Linked DNA regions of Mus musculus: all the other regions are linked to region 1. The links are chromatin contacts, called in public Hi-C, HiChIP or PLAC-seq and promoter capture Hi-C maps. All regions are on one chromosome and are shown on one strand. Each heading gives the region's core, a stretch centred on a gene start, on an enhancer-like site or on the middle of the called end of the contact. The rest is flanking DNA. Distances are from core to core; before and after follow the strand shown. Region 1 overlaps Hivep2 (human immunodeficiency virus type I enhancer binding protein 2). Region 2 holds the start of Fuca2 (fucosidase, alpha-L- 2, plasma). Region 3 holds the start of Ltv1 (LTV1 ribosome biogenesis factor). Region 4 overlaps Phactr2 (phosphatase and actin regulator 2). Region 5 holds the start of Adat2 (adenosine deaminase, tRNA-specific 2).

Region 1 (3,533 bases), core at 292-2,791:
AAGCACACTTGGGCCCGGGTAGATAGCTCAGTGTGTAAAGTGCTTATTATACAAGCATGGGAACCTAAATTTATTCCCCAGAACTCATATAAAAAACTCACAGTGTTAGCAAAGACAGGAGACTCTCTGGAATTGCTAGTCAGTAAGTCTAAGAGAATCAGTTACACCGAAGGTCCTAACCTCGGTGGAAACCTTAACTGGAAAAAGCCAGGTAAATGGCAGTGAGAAATGAAAGATTGTCTTCGGGCTGCACATAAGCATGCACACATACATGTATACACCTCCACCCCTTCCCACAAAAACGCTTGGCTGCGGCTCGGTGGTAGAAAGCACACTTTCAGAACCCCATTCTTACTTATTTCACTTTCCCTGTAGAGTAATGCTTTGTTCATTCAGAGATGACAGGCAGTTACCATGTAGTAACAACCCCAGGGTCAGACCTAAATTCTTCCACTTCCAGCAAACGCTGGCCCCTTCCCAGCATTGTGTACAGGAAGTGCACAGTATCTTTAGTACTAAGCTGGACTTTATGTTGAGTGTGTCTTACAAAAAGAGAAATAAAACTTTACCAATAAGTGTAAGATCACTAAATTCACACTTTTCCATGTGAATGGTGAGAGCTAACATAATTTAAGAGTAAAGAATTATCTAAACCAGTAGAGGAACACCATGGGCAAAATGTGTATGTTTTAGGTACCCGGAGGAACTGCACAAAAAAAAAAAAAAAAGGTATATTAAGAAGTGACATTTAAATTAGATCTCAAAGCACAGATGAGGACATAATAGGTAGATCAAAATTATATCTATATAACTTTCATCTATCTATTCATCTGTACCTCATAATTAGATAGATAGATAGATAGATAGATAGATAGATAGATAGATAGATAGATAGATAGATAGATAATACTGATATAAATAATATAGATAGATGTATTTAATAGATGGTAATAAAGATGTACTGGGCCTGGGTTATTTGCCAGGCTATAGAGCTTGATTTTCCTCTACTGCCACCACTTGAAGGTGACACTGAAGAAGACAGCTAAAGAGACATGGCATAGTGTCCACGAGAGACCCTGCCTCAAAAAGATAAGGTGTATGTATGACACTTGAGGTTGCTTTCTGGCCTCAATGCAAACGGACACACTCATATATACAACCAGCCCCCACACATACAAGTCAAACACACATGAAAAATGCCCATGAGAGATTCCGTTTCTTCTATAAGAAAATGCATGTCTTATGTAACAAAGAAGATTAATACATTCAATTAATAATGTCATGGCTTGAGAAAGAGACACTTGCGTGGCCCTTACCCAGGTTTCTAATAAGGACAGGATGCTAACAGTGAAAGGACCATTTAGAAAGCTGATTTCCTTTCATCGTGCCTGTTAAGTGTTTACTTAATTCACATCCTGTGTGACCCTATGGGAAAATTTTTAACTACTGCTGGGGAAATCCCATAGGGTTACGCAGGATGTGAACTGGGCTTGTGCTGAACCACCTTCAGCTTGAAAAATAAACTGGACGAGGTGAGTTTCACTTTCTGTTTGTCATAAATTCCACACTCTACCTCCTAAAGTTCACATTCACAGAGCATCGGCCTCTCTGGATGGCAGGCCAACAGAAGGCCTGCGTTCTCACTGGATCTTTCAAATAAAACTTGTAGAAAGAATATTCCTGTTCTACAAGCGGCACAAGAGGCAAGTCAGTGCCGTCGATCAAAGGCAGTCAGTGGAGCACTCCCAGAATGCTCCTGCATACCTGCAGCACACACAGGCCAGCTGCGCCTTTCCAGTTCCTGTGAAGAATGCACAGCAAACCACTTCCCCTATAGAAAGAAAGAAAAAAAAAAAAAAAAAAAGCAGCCCAACTTACTTGCTGATGGAAACAGTGTCATACTTTCCACTGGCCAAGCTTGAAACCATTACTGATTTAACCTTCATTAATTTTTCCACAACGATTTGCAGAAATGTCAGGAAGCAGCTGTATGAAGACTGATTAATTATCCTTATCATGGCTACTTCGCCAGGCACTTGTACCCCCCCCCCCCACTCCTATTGATACATGTATGTGTAGAAATATCTAAATATATATTCTAGCATGAAAATGAAAGTCAGCCCTTTGTCCTCTGTTGGTTGAGATGGGTGGTATGGGATGTGTTACTCTGAAAATCTAGATTGATCTGCGCTGTCTTTCAAGGGCCCAAATCTGGATCTGGAGGCAACCCCATGAAATTTGGGACAGTAGCCATGAAGGAAAAGCTTGCTTCCTGCCGATTACTCAGATCTGTTCAAACAGACGCTAATGGATTCATGTCTTAGAGCAACACTGCATGTGTTAGTCAATCACAGAGGCTCGAATTCACTTCCGAAATGTGAATTAGAAAATCAAATGCCCTTTCTCTACTTTTTTTTTCAACTTTTCTTTCCTGCCTCATCATTTTAGATTGCAGGGTACCATCTGTCTCACCCCATCAAAGAACACGCTCTGCATGCCTGGCACAGACGAGGGAGCAGCACACCTCACAGCCCCACGTGTCAACCGCCGAGCATCGTTAAGGCAGGTTCGCCACCCAGTCTGGCCATCTGGGTGACTGGTTCAAGCAAGTTTGGCTTCTCGGGCAGCACTAATGTCAAGTAATACTCAGGAAGATAAACACTGGCAAACTTATTTTCCCTCTAAGACACAGGAATGTAGACAGAAATGTCAACGTGCACCTACTAACGCTGCCAACTAGAAAGCTTCAATAGCAAAGGCTTGTCACATCCCTGAAATACGAAGACAGTCCAAACCTGGCACCTTCCATAACAACTCCAATTTTAAGTAAGAACCTGTTTTTCCTGCCCTCATACTAAAAGGCAATAAAGTGGAACAGGCTTAGAACCAAATGACAACAGTATCTTTCAGAGAGACGGGGAGAGGCCCTCCTAAGACTACATAGACAACACCACAGACCATCCAAAGGCTCCCTTCTTACAGACACACTCATTCCGCAATCCAAAGAAACCCTGGTGTACAGCACTGATGTAATAACAAGAGGCATGCGACATCCAGGCCAGATCATGCGGATCTGGGCCAGAATATCAGCTTTGAATCATATCCCACACTCAATGAACAAATCATAGCATCAGGTGAACTACCTAACCTCTCTGTGCCTCACTTTTCTAATCTGTTAAATGGAGATAAAAGTAATGGCTCCATTAGAATTACTTGGTGCTTTAAATTGGCACCATTTACCACCTTTAAAGTGGCCACCTTTACCAGGCCATTAGGTCTGTATTTTTCAGTTGATGTTTCTGACTTAAGATTCATCTAAAAGTCAGAGAGACATAACATGGGAAGAGTTCCTGAATTCATTTAAGCAAGCTCATTGTATTTTTGAAAAGATGTGTCAACCATAAGGGAAGACATGCATAGATTTGAATATGCCCATTAAAAATGAATTAAATAATCTGGGGTTAATAACTTTTTTTATTGGTACTAGTAGGACAAGCATGTAATGATGGGTGACACTGGGGCAAGCACTCCTG
Region 2 (3,318 bases), core at 803-3,302, 590 kb after region 1:
CAATACCACCTGTGGCAGAAAAAAGAAAGAGCACATGACCACACAAACACAGATGCTTAAAGTAATTCCTGGCTTTACCCAGCCTAGTATGAAGAATATGCACAGATTCTCTCCGCTTCTCTCTGTCCTGGTGGGTTTGCATTAAGGACAGCTTATGCAAACTGAATCTCTGGCCATATTCTCTGTCTTTTCCTTTGTGTAGTCCTCCTGTAACCCAGCCACCGATTCTCCAAATTCCCCACTTTAAGTCATGATATCATCTTTGCCTTCACACACTAGCTCACTGTGGAACTTAAGTGGCTAAGATTTCAAGACAAGACGACATACCTAAAACATAACTTGCATCGGTCCTAGTCAGTAACAGAAAACATTTTGGGTAGATAGGGAGAAACATTTCCAAGGGCCGGGCAGTTCCCACAGTTGGCACGGCCTTTGCCTGCCTGAGATTAGATTCAAAGCCCTCACAGGCAGCAAGCAGCTTGTCGTCTATCAGACCCAAAGTCACATGCCTACTTCAGAAACATCCCTCACCGCAACCCATGCTGGCTGGTGGATCAGACAGATAATGGGATCTCCTAGTGAAGAGAGAAGCTGGCTTTCAGGTTAGCGATAGTTAAAGAGTGAACAAGTTTGTGTTGCCTGTCTACCGTCATGTGACTATGAAGATACTGTGGGGTAATATATCTCTATTATTGCCCCTTTGCTCTGCTTTGGGTTTTTGATGCTTTAGCATTCAAGGATCTTCACGTCATAGCTGAACCAGGAAGCATTTATTGTAAATTTTCTGATTTTCTTTTTAATTACATGTGTGCGTGTGTGTAGGCGTGTGCATGTGAGGGGGGGGCTTTGGGAGCACGAACCCCCCCCCCCGGAACCAGAATGACCAGATGGTTGTGAGCCTCCCAGGGCGGGTGTGAGGAGTCAGACTAAGGTCCTCTACAAGAGCAGTGTCTTAGTTAAGAGTCTTACTGCTGTGAACAGACATCATGACCAGGGCAGCTCTTATAAGGACAACATTTAATTGGGGCTGGCTTACAGGTTCAGAGGTTCTGTTCATTATCATCAAGGTAGAAAGCATTGCATGGTACAGGAGGAGCTGAGAGCTCTACATCTTCATCTGAAGGCTGCTAGCAGAATACTGGCTTCCAGGTAGCTAGGATGAGGGTCTTAAATCCCACACCCACAGTGACACACCTATTCTAACACGGCCACACTTTCTAATAGTGCCACTCCCTGGGCCGAGCATATACAAATCACAAGCAGTATGGGCCCTTAACCAGTGAGAAATTTCACCAGCCCTTTTGAAAATTCTTCAAATTCTGGGACTGGTACTCCCTCAATCACGCAGGCATTGCCACTGCTATAGGGAGGCCCACCTGCAGAGTGCCTAAGAACTCCGGTGTGAGTTTGTGTGTGTGTGTGTGTGTGTGTGTGTGTGTGTGTGAGAGAGAGAGAGAGAGAGAGAGAGAGAGAGAGAGACAGAGAGACAGAGAGAGAGAGACAGAGAGAGAGAGACAGACAGAGACAGAGACAGACAGAGACAGAGACAGACAGAGACAGAGAGAGACAGAGACTGCCACTGTCTGGGGTGACATAAAGCCCAGTGTGAGTGTGTGTGTGTGTGTGTGTGTGTGTGTGTGTGTGCGCCCGCGCGCGCGCGCGCCCGCGTCCGTGCCCGAGCCCTTTGGGCAAAGGTATGCACTTACCAGAACCATTCACTACCAAAGCTGGGCACGGAGAACACTCCCCAGTGGATAAAGATGCCGAACTTGGCCTGGTCGAACCAGGCTGGCAGCGGGCGTCTGTCCAGAGATTCCCAAGTGGGGTCATAGCTAAGGGCTCTCGTGACCCCCCAAGGCCTCAGGAGCGGCAGCAGCAGCAGCGGCAGAAGCATCAGGAACCCCAGGCGCATGCGCGCCAGCCTGGGATCCTCGGGGGAACCGCCAGTCACCAGGGAAGCCGGGAACCTTCTCTGTCAGCCGCAGAAGCTGCCTAGCGCTGGCCTTCCGGCTTCTGCTAAGTGTACCCTGCTCCTGTCACCTGACCCAGACCGGTTTGGTCAGATGACTACTGTGATCTGGAGTAGGGAGTGGCCAGGAGTTTTAATGAGCTCTGGTTACTTAAGGACCCCAAGAAGGTTGCATTACTCAGGTGCACAACCAAGGAAGTCAGTTTTTGCCCACCCTCCTCATTTTTAACAGCCCTTGGCTCTGTTTCCCAGTCAGATCTGATCTACTTAGCCAAGACGCCCGGTTTGTCTGCTGTGAGACAAAAACCTAAAGGATGGTCTTTGACCCACGACCTCCCTCCCCAAGGACTCCTAACAGAAAACTCTCAAGAGGTCACCTCGACCACCAGGCCCTGGTGGCTTTATGTGTCAGAGCTGTCTGCCCTACCGTGGGACTGGAGCCTGAGACAGGAACTTCGTGGGCTGCTCAGGGCTTTTGAGGAAGCTCCCATGGCTCTCAGCCTTTGGGTCTGCCTCTGCCATCCTCGAATTTGTAGCCGATGAAATCCCAAAGTTTGGGTTCAGCCAATCTGGGTTCGGGTCCAAGATTTTACATTTCTACTCAGGCTCTTGTTATTTCTGACTTTGGTTGTTGGTGGAACAAACTTTTCTGAGAAACTGCGTTAGGAAATAAGGCAATCTTAGTTGAATGAATGTTTAAGAAGTTTGTATAGAAGGAGGGTTTGGGAACCTGCTGGGGTGGCTGAGTGCTTGCCTAGAATGCAATAAAACCAGAGTAGTGGTCAACACAGCAGTGTGGAAACAGAAACAGGAGAATCAGAGTTCAAGGTCATCTTCGACTACATAGAGAGCTACATGAGACGCTGTCTCAAAAATCAGGAAGGAAAAAAAGGAGAGGAAGGAGGGTTGGAGGGAGGAAAGGAGGGAGGGAATGAAAGTACGATCTGGGAGCCGTAGTTCAGTAATAAATGTCCTAGAGCTGTGTGTGTGTGTGTGTGAGAGAGAGAGAGAGAGAGAGAGAGAGAGAGAGAGAGAGAGAGACGGAGACAGAGACAGAGAGACAGAGAGAGACAGAGAGACAGAGAGAGACAGAGAGACAGAGAGAGAGGAACCTTCAGGTAGACTTAAAGAAAAGGAGCCAGTCACTTAGAATAATCATCAAAGTTACATCTTCAGGAACTGTATCCTAAAGTTATTTAAATGCCATTGGCCTAAAGCCGGAATCTCTACTGCTTCCGCTTTGGCAAAACCCTTATCCTTTTGTGGTACATTTCAAATGCCACCTCCTCCAGGATGCTCTGTGCCATAACCACCCCTCCCCCAATAACATCCCACTTCCTCCCAAGTGC
Region 3 (3,082 bases), core at 269-2,768, 890 kb after region 1:
TTGGGAATGAGAAAGCAAGCGTCTACTGATAGAATGTTGGATTATTTCATCACGCTCCTCTCCAGCATCCGACGGAAATCTTCCTAAGAAATTACACTTAAAATCCTATTTGCTTAAGGCACCACAAAATATGTGAGCAACAACTTGGGGGATGGAGATGTAGTCACAGAAAACGTGTTAGGGTGCTCTCCGAGCATGCAGGAAGCCCTGGCTGGCTTCAGTCTTCAGCATCACACACATCGAATACGCCCAACACTAGCGTGATGCAAGTAGGAGGATACGTAGTTCAAGTTGGACAGAAGGCTGGGCTACATGAGACACTGTCTCAAAAAACAAAAACAAAAAACCACCTTGGGTTTTTATTAGTTTTCATCTTAAAAAAATATGCAATCATCAGAGCTTCGGAATTTATTTTATTACATCAAATGCCCCTAAAACCAATAATCTTAGTGTTGTGATCATAAAAAGAGAAAGAGCTATTACGATAAGTTCTGGCGGGGTCTGGGAGAAGGGGGTATAGAGTTTATTCAGGGCATGGAGAGGGGAGTTAAGAAAGTAGACGAGGCAGAGAAAGGCAGAGAGAAGGAGAGAGTAGTGAAGTAGAGGCGGGCCATGACACATGGAGCAAGGGGGGGAGGGAATGGGGAGCAAGAGGGCAAGAGGCAAAAGAAAGGCAAATGAGAGAGGATGGGAGAGGGGGAGACAAGCAGCCCCTTTTATAGGGCCAGGTCTACCTGGCTGTTGCCAGGTAACCGTGGGGCAGCGAATACCTGGCAATTGCCAGGTATCTGTGGGGGTGGAGTCCAGACAGAATACCAACACTTATGGACTGTGCTAAAGGTACGGTTGGGAGTTGTTCATCAAAAAGATGTAATACGAAAACCCTAAAGATGTTAGACTCTGCCTATTGAAGCTAGGCCTTGGTTGGACATTGCTAGGCAACTGATTCCCCTTAGGTCAAGAAGCCAGGGAAGGCCAGGGAGTGGTGGAGCACGCCTTTAATCTCGGGAGGCAGAGGCAGGCGGATTTCTGAGTTTGAGGCCAGCCTGGTCTACAGAGTGAGTTCCAGGACAGCCTAGGGCTACACAGAGAAACCCTGTCTCGAAAAACCAACCAACCAACCAACCAAACAACCAAACAACCAAACAAACAAACAAACATATTAAAAAAAAAAAAAAAGAAGAAGAAGAAGCCAGGGAAGTGACCACTTTCCTGTCATGAACCTGCACAGCCTTGGTCTTGTTTTCGTTTGTTTTTGATTGTTTTTGTTTTGTTTGTTCTGAGTTAAGCACAGGTAAGGAATATCTGAAGCCCCAGGTTGGAACCTGAAACTTGCCCTCAGGTAAGTAGGCTACTCCCTGCCGCCACCAACTCCAGCCAGAAAGCCCCGCCCACTGAAGGTCCTGCTAGCCCCACCTCCCGGAAGTCCCCGGGAAGGTTCTGTCACCGCGGGCTCACGCAACTTCCGGCTACAGCCTAGCGGCTCGCCGGCGATTGGCTCCTTGCCCCGCCATCGTGTGACGTGCTGCCCTAGCCCTGTGGACCCACGTGTGGAGCTGCCGGCAGGTACCGGGGAGCGGCGGTTCGGCTGCCGCGGTTCCGGAGAGGGTGTCCCTGCCTCATCATGGTGAGAAAACCGCGGTGCTCCGGGAGGGAGCCGCTCCCTGCGGCTGACTTAGGCCACTGGCCGCGTGGCTTGGTGCCCCGAGTCCTGTCACTCTCCCGGCACCAGTCACCTTCGTCACCCCCGGGGCACTTCGGAAGGAGAAAGAAGGTTTCCCTTTCGCCAAACGCCCGGAGTTTCCAGTCCTGAAGGCTTTGGGTAACTCCGTCCCTGTGACGCAGAAGCTCCGCCCCCTGCTTCCGGGGTTCACTTGGGCCACTGGGTAGCAACTCTGGTTAGACCCAGAGCTGAAGAGCAAATACGAATGTATCGAGGAGTAAATCATCTGAACCTTAGTTGTCTGTGCCCTAATCTTATTTACTACCTTGTAGATGAAGTGTCTGTCTATATTTTCTTGTGGCAGGCTCCTTGTCTTGTTGATAAAACTTTTCGGGGACCTTCCCAGAGCACCCATTAAGAGAGACTTCAGGCATTTGCTTTTGATTTGAAAATCCTGTTTGATTTTCCCTCTTACTGATTTACTTGCTAAGAGCGGAGAGTTTCTCACACTGCCCCACATATTCCCCAGCACCTTTGAACAAGTGTCTCAGAGTAGGTGCCTAGCCAGGGTTTGTTGGCGAAGGTAAGTATGGATCCTTCAGGAGACAGGGACTCCTGTCCTGTCTGGCTTAGGTGTACAAATCTGAAATATCTGTTCACCCTCCACATGCTTAACTGAGTGTACCTGTGGCTGTGGCGTTGCCCACTGTGTGGGGGTTCTGTTTTATTGACCTTTCCTGATTATTTTGTAGCCTCACAGAAAGAAAAAGCCCTTTATAGAGAAGAAGAAAGCTGTGTCTTTTCACCTGGTCCACCGGAGCCAGCGAGATCCTTTAGCCGCAGATGAAACTGCACCCCAGAGGGTTCTCTTGCCTACACAAAAGGTAGGTCCTGTTCTGGAGCCACTACGTTTTTAGGTGAATGGTAGTTTTGTAGTCCTGAACATGGAACCCAGGGAACTTAAGCATGCCGGGCATTCTCAGAAGTTGGTCCTCTTAAAAAAATAAAAAAAAGAGCTGTGACTCAGTTTCCAGTTTCTGTGCTGATGTTTGATGTTGTGTATTTATTTTGATTGACAGGCTAAAGCATCTTTGAGATTATTAAATAAAGAGATCTTATAGAATATTAGTCAAGTTCACTAGTTCACAGCCTCCATCTGCACAGTATTATTTAGGCTATGGCGGTATGCTCAGTCTCTGCTTTCTCTTGGGATTCCCCCATATTACAGTAGTCTTCCATTTGCCCCCTCGTCTCTCATGTCATGAAATACAGAACATCCAAGCTCATGGATAGCTTTGGCAATCCTAGAGGGGCCGTGAGTAGGTTGGTTTATGTTAGCATCACACTTGTTAAAGATGGATAATGGAAACATTTTGGGGGATGCTGGAAAGATGGCTCAGTGTTTAAGTACTTGCTGCT
Region 4 (3,431 bases), core at 698-3,197, 650 kb after region 1:
AGCTGGAGGCAGCTGGTTAAACTGTACCTGCAGTAAAAAAAAAAAAGCAGTGCGTGATGTGCCCCTGTGCTCTTGTAATCCTTTGGATTCAACCCAGGATTCCGGCCACAGAATGGCACTGCCACCCACAGTTAAGGTGTCTTGTCCCACTTCAGGTTACCCAACTAAGATAATCCCTCTCTGGCAAGCCTGAAGGTTAGCCTCGTGCAGATCATCTTTCAGAGGTGTGCCTATGGGCTGCCTTCCTAGGTGACTGTAGATCACATCAAGTTGACAGTCAAAGTTTAACTGCCCCAGGCTGCTTCTTCCATATTCAAAGTGTGGCAGACTATCTCTGCCTTGTGACCACTTTCCTCTCTCTGACTCTGGCCTTACCTTCCTCTCAAAAGGAGCCTCCTAATTTCTTGAGACCATGTGGATAATCCAGGATGTTCTTCTCAGCTCATCCTTAAAGTTGTTGAGTCTGCAATTCTGTTGGGGTTAGTATACACCCACAATCCCACACACAGGGAGTGGGGCAGGAGGATCAGGAGTTCAAGGCTAGCTTCAGCTACATGAGCTTCTGTCTTGGAAAAAAAAAGTACTTAAGAGGGAACTTAGTGGTCTCCTTTCATAGGACAGGGTAAAGCTGGACAAGGGATTCAGGAACTCAGTTGGACATTATTATCACCTCATTGTAAGCCTTCTCCTGTCCCCACCCTACCTTTTTCCTCAGTCCCCCAGCTCTGGGTGTCTCCAGATCCCAGCCATCTTATTGAGGCATCCCAGAGAACTTCTCTTTTGTAGGGCTCCCACATGAAATCCCACAGAAGGACTATGGTGGCTGTGGTTAGATCACATGGCTCATTGGATGGAAACTCTGGTGTCACCCAAGAAAACCAAATGAACTGGGGTGGTTCCCTGAGTAAGGGATGTGGAACAGCACTGTTTCTAGAAGCCGAGAAAAGGAAAGGATGTGAATGTGGCAGAAACTATAGTTACACCCCAAACACTTCAGACTTTTATTTTTAAACTTAGTTTCTAGTATTGAAAATAACCCAAAGTAGATAGAATTCTAGAATGATCCTTCAAGTGTCTACTCTCAGTGCTTCAGTTGTTCCCAACTTGTGGTCCAAGATTTCTCTTTTAGACTCATTAGGTTCCCCTCCCCCATTTTGGTATCTCACAAAGCAAATTCCAGACATCATATAGACTTTCCTGTAAATAGTTTAATACTATAAGGATTCTTTTTAGAAAACAGAGCCATAATGCCATGATAGTACTAGAAACTTGAACAAGAACCCATTGCAGATTCAGTATTCAAATTTCCCAGTTGTCTCAGGAATGGTTGGACAGAACCCAAATCTCCTTATGTGTCCTTGGATTATCACTCTTAAGCTTTTAGCCACAGTCTTCATTTCTTTTCTGTTGTTTTGACAAAATATCCCAACAAACACAGCTTAAGGGTAGAAAAGATGTCTTGTGGCTCATGACTCCAGGTTAGGGTCCATCATAGCTAGGAGGCTGAAGTTGCAGGCAGCAGGAACGTGGGCAGGAATAGAAGTGATTCTCAGCTCGCTTTTGTCACCCTTAGACTTCAGGATTTCCTGCCTGGGGAATAACGCCACCCTCGGTGGGCAGGTCCTCCTACCTTAGTTATTCCCGATTAAGATTATTCCTCACCGGCATCCTGGAAGGCTAACGGGATCTAGCCAGTCCCTTGTCGAGACTCTGTTCTCAGGTGATTCTACGTTATGTTTTGTGGACAACCTGAACCATCAGAGCAGCCAGGCACTCTGTTCTGTCTCTCCTCCCTCCCATGGTGACCATGTCGCCTCTTTACTTGACTGGCTTTTGTTCCTGTCACACTAGCACTTTCTCTTCTCAAATCCTCTAGCTCTGTGCACCACTGTGGAGTAATTCCGGTCCTCAAGTCCCTGGAGTCATTCTGAAAGCAGCAGTTGTGGTTTCGGGGTGTTTGTTTATGAACACCACAGAGGTCTACATACCGGGCACAATTCTGGCTTCCCTCTATCTTCAGTTTCCCTATTGAGAGTGAAAAGCATCCATACTTCTTCTCACAGCTCCTACTGTTTCTAGCTTTGGTCTTAGATTTTCAAATGGTCGTTTGCTTCAGGTGGGGCTTCCCTCTGCTGGTTCCCTCAAACCTTGCCAGGACGCACAAATTGGTGAGGTGAAGTGTGAACTTTCCTCTTCATGGTTGGCTGAGTTCAACTTTTGATCTATCAGCATGTGGCTCGGGCATACCAGAGTTCTGAATACTCTTGGAGCTGAGGGGTGGGGCTGGGGGCAGTGAGAGGAATGGGGCTTTGAAGAGATTGAGGAGGCTGCAGCGCTCACATTTAGAAAGGTCCTAGCCACCACCACCACCACCACCACCACCACCCCACACTGCTCGTTCAGTATCACAGGGAAAACTTGAAAATAGCTACTATGCATACTTTGCATAATAGCAATCATGAAGTTGCATCTCTCTCTCTCTCTCTCTCTCTCTCTCTCTCTCTCTCTCTCTCTCTCTCTCGTGTGTGTGTGTGTGTGTGTGTGTGTGTGTGTGCAGGTCCACACACCATACGTGTGCATGGGCAGGTAAAGACAGGGGGTCATGATCAGATGTACTCCTTGCTGGCTTTCTGTGTTGATTTAGAGATGAGATCTCTAATTGAACCTGACTGAAGCTCTGTATTTCAGTGAGGCTGGGAGCCACTGAGACCCTGGGCTCTGCCTCTTTCTGTCACCTCAGCACTGTGCTTGTGTTCCTTCAAGCCTTGATTTTACACAGGTGTTAGTGATTTGAACTCAGGTCATCACGGTTGCATATAAATATTTCACCCCACCCAGCTGTCTCTCCAACCTGAAAGATGGCTTTTTGTTTTCAGTGTGCTAAGAATTGAAATTCTGGCTTCACAGCTCCTAGGTAAATGTTCTATCCTGAGTCATATTCCTGGCCCTCTTTCTCTTTATATCTTAAACACTTCTTTTCTGTTGTTGTGTACTTCCCTTTATTATGACTTTCAAAGAGCCAGGGTACCTGAGTACTTCCTTCTTGGTCAGTCTCACAAAAGATCCTGGGTAGTGAATGGGACGCTCAGAGTTCAGATGCTGGTTCTAGGTCCCGTGCCAACTCGAAGGAAGGTTGGCTCATTTTTACCTCTGTTAAATGGGGTCTAAGATGTTTTATATCGTGGAACCGTGACCAAAGTCAAGAGAATCAGTGAGTTGTAGAGCCCTTTCTAATAGGCTGGACTTAGTATCGAGTCATACAATCTCGGCGCCTGTACCTCGAGGCTATGGCAATTGTGGGGATCGGTCACCTTGTTCTCCTAAAGCTCCCAGGCAGCCTGGAGCCTGGACATAGATGGAGAACCTGCTGCTGGCTCAGTCTGGCTGTAGCCTCCAGCTGGGTAAGAGGGACCTGGCGCAGAGCTGTGCGG
Region 5 (3,249 bases), core at 707-3,206, 530 kb after region 1:
AGGACTGGGCTTCTTGGTACCTAGTTCCTCTGGGTTCGTTCTCTCTCTCTCTCTCTCTCTCTCTCTCTCTCTCTCTCTCTCTCTCTCCTTCCAGCAAATTTATCTCACTAGAAATGATAGGGCTACCTTAAAGAGACATACAACATAATTGCTAAGGCACAGCTTGTAGGCCAGGATGCTGGTGAGTGGCTGAGCAGATGCAACGGCCATTGAGAGAAAGTGAAGCTCTAGGAAAGCAGTCTATGGGGGTTGATTGAGAAGAACTGCTTCCCAGGGCAAATACATGCAAATGTGCATGCATTTCCTCTATGGACAAGTTCAAAGCTTGAGGCTGAAAATCCACAACACTCCACCCAGTCTCAGACTTTCCATTGCCCCTCCCATTTCTTCCAGTCTGTCCCTTCCCTTTGTCACAAATGCAAAAGAGTTGAGTCAAATAGGTCTAACTGTTTAGATGGATTTGAACTTAAGAAGCTGGCCTTCTTTGGAAGAGGCCAAAGCTCTGCCACTGAAATGGTGACTTGATCTTCCTTAAACCAACAAATTCTCAACTCGACAACTGATGAACAAAGGCTCTCTTCTTCCCACCCCGAGCTCTGAGAAAGATGACCAAAAAAAAAAAAAAAAAAAAAAAAGATGTTAATTAAAAAATTAAAAGAATGCATTATGCCATTTGTCTGGGGGCGTGGGGTGGAAAACATGTTTCTGTCTTCTAGATTTTAATTTCTTATGAAGGTGAACTTCTGTAACCATTAGAATAAAAAGGTGAGATATTTTAATTTTGTAAAAGAATAAACAAAAATAATATCCCCACACCAAAGGCTGAGCTCAGTTTTAAGGCCTTTACAATGCTGTAAACAAATTGGTGTTCCATGTTCACAGAATGAAAACCCAGCATCAAACTGTGTATACATACATAGTTTGTATGTATATCCCTGCCACAAACGTCTATCCCTGCCACACATCGATATGGGTAATAAGCTTGGGAAAACATGTAAAAATACGACCAGAGCTCTCCATGATGAGCAATCTATAAGAATCGCAGGAAGGAAGGGAATACAAGGGCAGAGAAAAGTATCGTAGAAAGAGTAGACACATCATCGGTGAGGATTGTACCAGGACACGTTTTGATATGACCCTTTACAGAAACATCAGCTTCCTCCCATTATATGGGAGCAAGCCATAAAATAATGTGGCTTTATGGATTTGAAAGTATGTGTCCACATGGGAAGGAAGATAGGCAGGTAGGGAGCACACATCCCCAGGCGGCAGATAAGACTCCCTGTAATACATCAATCGAACCGTTTCTGTATTTTCCCTTCACCCCAATTACTATGAGACAAAGCTAAAGAAAAATTCCCCCTAGAATAAAACAAGTTGCTGCTTCAGGTATTTTCAGACATGATAGATAGCGCGCCCGGCACATTTGCTCAACTACTCTGGTCAGGATATGGCCGGGAGAAAGTTTGCGCTCTCAGCATCCACCTGCCCGATTCCTCACCATTCGCATCGCCTCCTCCATCCACTTTTCCGTCTCCTGTACGGACACCACGCACGGGCCGTCTGGAGTAGTGGTGGACTCCACCTTCTCCTCCATACCTCCGCCGCTCAGAGACTCCGGGCCGAGGGACGAGAGAAGAGAGGACAGCGGAACGCGGCGGGAGCGGACCTTGCTTCCAGGAGGACGGGAAAAGACGAGGCACCCGGGAGCTATTTGCGGACGGACCCAGGCGTCCCGGATCAGTAAGCGGCGGCTGGGGGACCGAAAGCGTCGCTGCTCCGCTCTAGTCCACGCCCCCTTCCTCCGCTTAAGCCACAACCTCTGCTCAGAGAAACGTCTGTGGTTTCTGGAGAGCACCTAGCGCCGCCACCGCGCTGCTGCCGGAGGTCCAGGCCAGGTGGACGGAAGACACGGTGAGCCAGCCCCTCTCCCCTAGGCAACCCACACAACACGGGGTCTGGAGATGCTGAGATCAATGTGGAATTTTCTGAAACGTCACAAAAAGAAATGCATCTTCCTGGGCACAGTCCTCGGAGGTGAGTGACAACATGCTTTTTAGAAGGGGCCATTGGCAGAAAGGAGTGACAGAGGTGACTTATAAAAACAGGCAGGGCCCACTGATACCAAACTGGGATTTGTCGAAGGGATTGGCTCAACCGTCAAAGAAGAACCTCTAAAGTTCTTTTATCTGGATCTCTGTGCCCTTTGCCCCTCACTCTGCCCCCGTCCTTTTTCTCCCCATGGGCCTTCAAGAGTCTACCCCAATGAAGTTTCTTTTCAAAGCACTATTCTCGTATAGATAGATACATTTGCCTTCCAATTTTCTTCTTTTGCTTTCCTGTTAGATTTTCATTCTGTTTGTCAACTCTGCTTTCAACCTTTCACACGAGTTTCGAAATATTCTAGGGCCATTATCTTAAGTCTGCTCTTTGAGGTGGTGTTTAAAGGTAAACCGAAAACAGCATGTTGCTGTAAAATATACAGCAGATAATTTCTGTTCTCCAATTGTAAAGTACAAACTATATATCAACACAGTGCTTATTCTGCAGTGTTGTCAGGACTGGCAAGGTTGTGGTCATGATCCATTTTGGTGATATAGTTGAGTTCACTGGCTGAGAGGAAAGTTAGAAACAGGATAAAAATCTTGATGCTGGAATTGTAACTTTGTGGTAGAGTGCTTGCCTAGGCTGACTGCATTGGGTCCCAGGGAAGGAGCAACACACACACACACACACACACACACTGCTTTAAACCCTTTGTCTTGGAAAGACAACCCTCAGTTAATAATTATGGGATTTTAAGAAGGGAATCTTTTGAACAACACAAAAAGGGAGTTTAAAAGAATTTTTAAAACTTGAGTTTTAAGAACTGTTACCACTATCCTCTGATCTATGTGTGTGTGTGTATAAATATATCATAATATGACTTAAAATATTAGGACATTTGTAAAACAGTAACCACATTCTGCATATCTCTGAGGTATAGCACAAATGAATAATAGTTCATATTTTATAGGAAATACTTTATAGATACAATGTGTTTTATATTACCTCCAGTCTCTAATATCTAAGGTATATAAATTGTACCAATATTATAGAATACATATGCTAAAGATAAAGTTGTCATGGAAGACGTATAAAGAAAAATTTTTGCTCTACCTAAGGGAAGAAAATTGTCTCTAGCAATTTCAGAGGGAAAAGCCTAACCCTTACAGTTTATGAAATACTTAATGGCAGATCAGAAATAAT

Evidence for each region. Promoter capture Hi-C pulls out the DNA fragments that hold promoters and counts their contacts. A called contact is a pair of places that touch in the nucleus more often than the background predicts. HiChIP or PLAC-seq counts read pairs in DNA pulled down with a chosen protein or histone mark.
Region 2: a contact with region 1 is called in an H3K4me3 HiChIP or PLAC-seq map of the 230-238 cell line, with 7 times the contacts expected there. The contact joins the promoter of Fuca2 here to the enhancer-like site in region 1. A contact is called at or near these places in 4 of 39 promoter capture datasets (liver, neural stem cells and stem cell-derived epiblast-like cells) and 2 of 115 datasets of contacts at active chromatin or transcription factors (the 230-238 cell line and large pre-B cells).
Region 3: a contact with region 1 is called in a promoter capture Hi-C map of the C10 cell line, with 2.9 times the contacts expected there. The contact joins the promoter of Ltv1 here to the enhancer-like site in region 1. A contact is called at or near these places in 4 of 39 promoter capture datasets (the C10 cell line, embryonic stem cells, liver and 1 more).
Region 4: a contact with region 1 is called in a Hi-C map of the HPC-7 cell line, with 3 times the contacts expected there. The contact joins two enhancer-like sites. A contact is called at or near these places in 1 of 484 Hi-C or Micro-C datasets (the HPC-7 cell line) and 1 of 115 datasets of contacts at active chromatin or transcription factors (large pre-B cells).
Region 5: a contact with region 1 is called in an H3K4me3 HiChIP or PLAC-seq map of bone marrow-derived macrophages, with 9 times the contacts expected there. The contact joins the promoter of Adat2 here to the enhancer-like site in region 1. A contact is called at or near these places in 21 of 39 promoter capture datasets (the 3T3-L1 cell line, 3T3-L1-derived adipocytes, the C10 cell line and 13 more), 5 of 15 datasets of contacts at CTCF or cohesin (CD8 T cells, the NIH/3T3 cell line, large pre-B cells and 2 more), 44 of 484 Hi-C or Micro-C datasets (B cells, CD4 T cells, CD8 T cells and 25 more), 27 of 115 datasets of contacts at active chromatin or transcription factors (the 230-238 cell line, DN3 thymocytes, the SCID.adh cell line and 20 more) and 4 of 9 other capture datasets (adipose tissue, embryonic stem cells, macrophages and 1 more).

Annotation. Positions count from the first base shown.
Region 1 is chr10:14,084,314-14,087,846 of GRCm38.p6, reverse strand. All of the region lies in intron 2 of Hivep2 (human immunodeficiency virus type I enhancer binding protein 2), which reads right to left. Among named protein-coding and RNA genes, the nearest start is that of Gm51759, 41 kb to the left of the region's middle. Within about 2 kb of position 1,541, at least 164 of the 459 cell types and tissues checked have an H3K27ac peak or open chromatin away from gene starts, as enhancers often do. A contact at or near this core is called in the 230-238 cell line, B cells, CD8 T cells and 23 more, where this site is marked.
Region 2 is chr10:13,499,762-13,503,079 of GRCm38.p6, reverse strand. Fuca2 (fucosidase, alpha-L- 2, plasma) reads right to left here and starts at 2,052. Exons shown (of 7, transcript NM_025799.5): 1 at 1,707-2,052; 2 at 1-9. The coding sequence starts at 1,912.
Region 3 is chr10:13,191,573-13,194,654 of GRCm38.p6, reverse strand. It overlaps Ltv1 (LTV1 ribosome biogenesis factor), which reads left to right and starts at 1,518. Exons shown (of 11, transcript NM_181470.4): 1 at 1,518-1,627; 2 at 2,416-2,547. The coding sequence starts at 1,625.
Region 4 is chr10:13,437,112-13,440,542 of GRCm38.p6, reverse strand. The region is part of intron 1 of Phactr2 (phosphatase and actin regulator 2); the gene reads left to right. Among named protein-coding and RNA genes, the nearest start is that of Phactr2, 36 kb to the left of the region's middle. Within about 2 kb of position 1,947, at least 69 of the 459 cell types and tissues checked have an H3K27ac peak or open chromatin away from gene starts, as enhancers often do.
Region 5 is chr10:13,551,614-13,554,862 of GRCm38.p6, reverse strand. It overlaps Adat2 (adenosine deaminase, tRNA-specific 2), which reads right to left and starts at 1,956. Exons shown (of 6, transcript NM_025748.4): 1 at 1,502-1,956. The coding sequence starts at 1,597. It overlaps Pex3 (peroxisomal biogenesis factor 3), which reads left to right and starts at 1,721. Exons shown (of 12, transcript NM_019961.3): 1 at 1,721-2,037. The coding sequence starts at 1,965.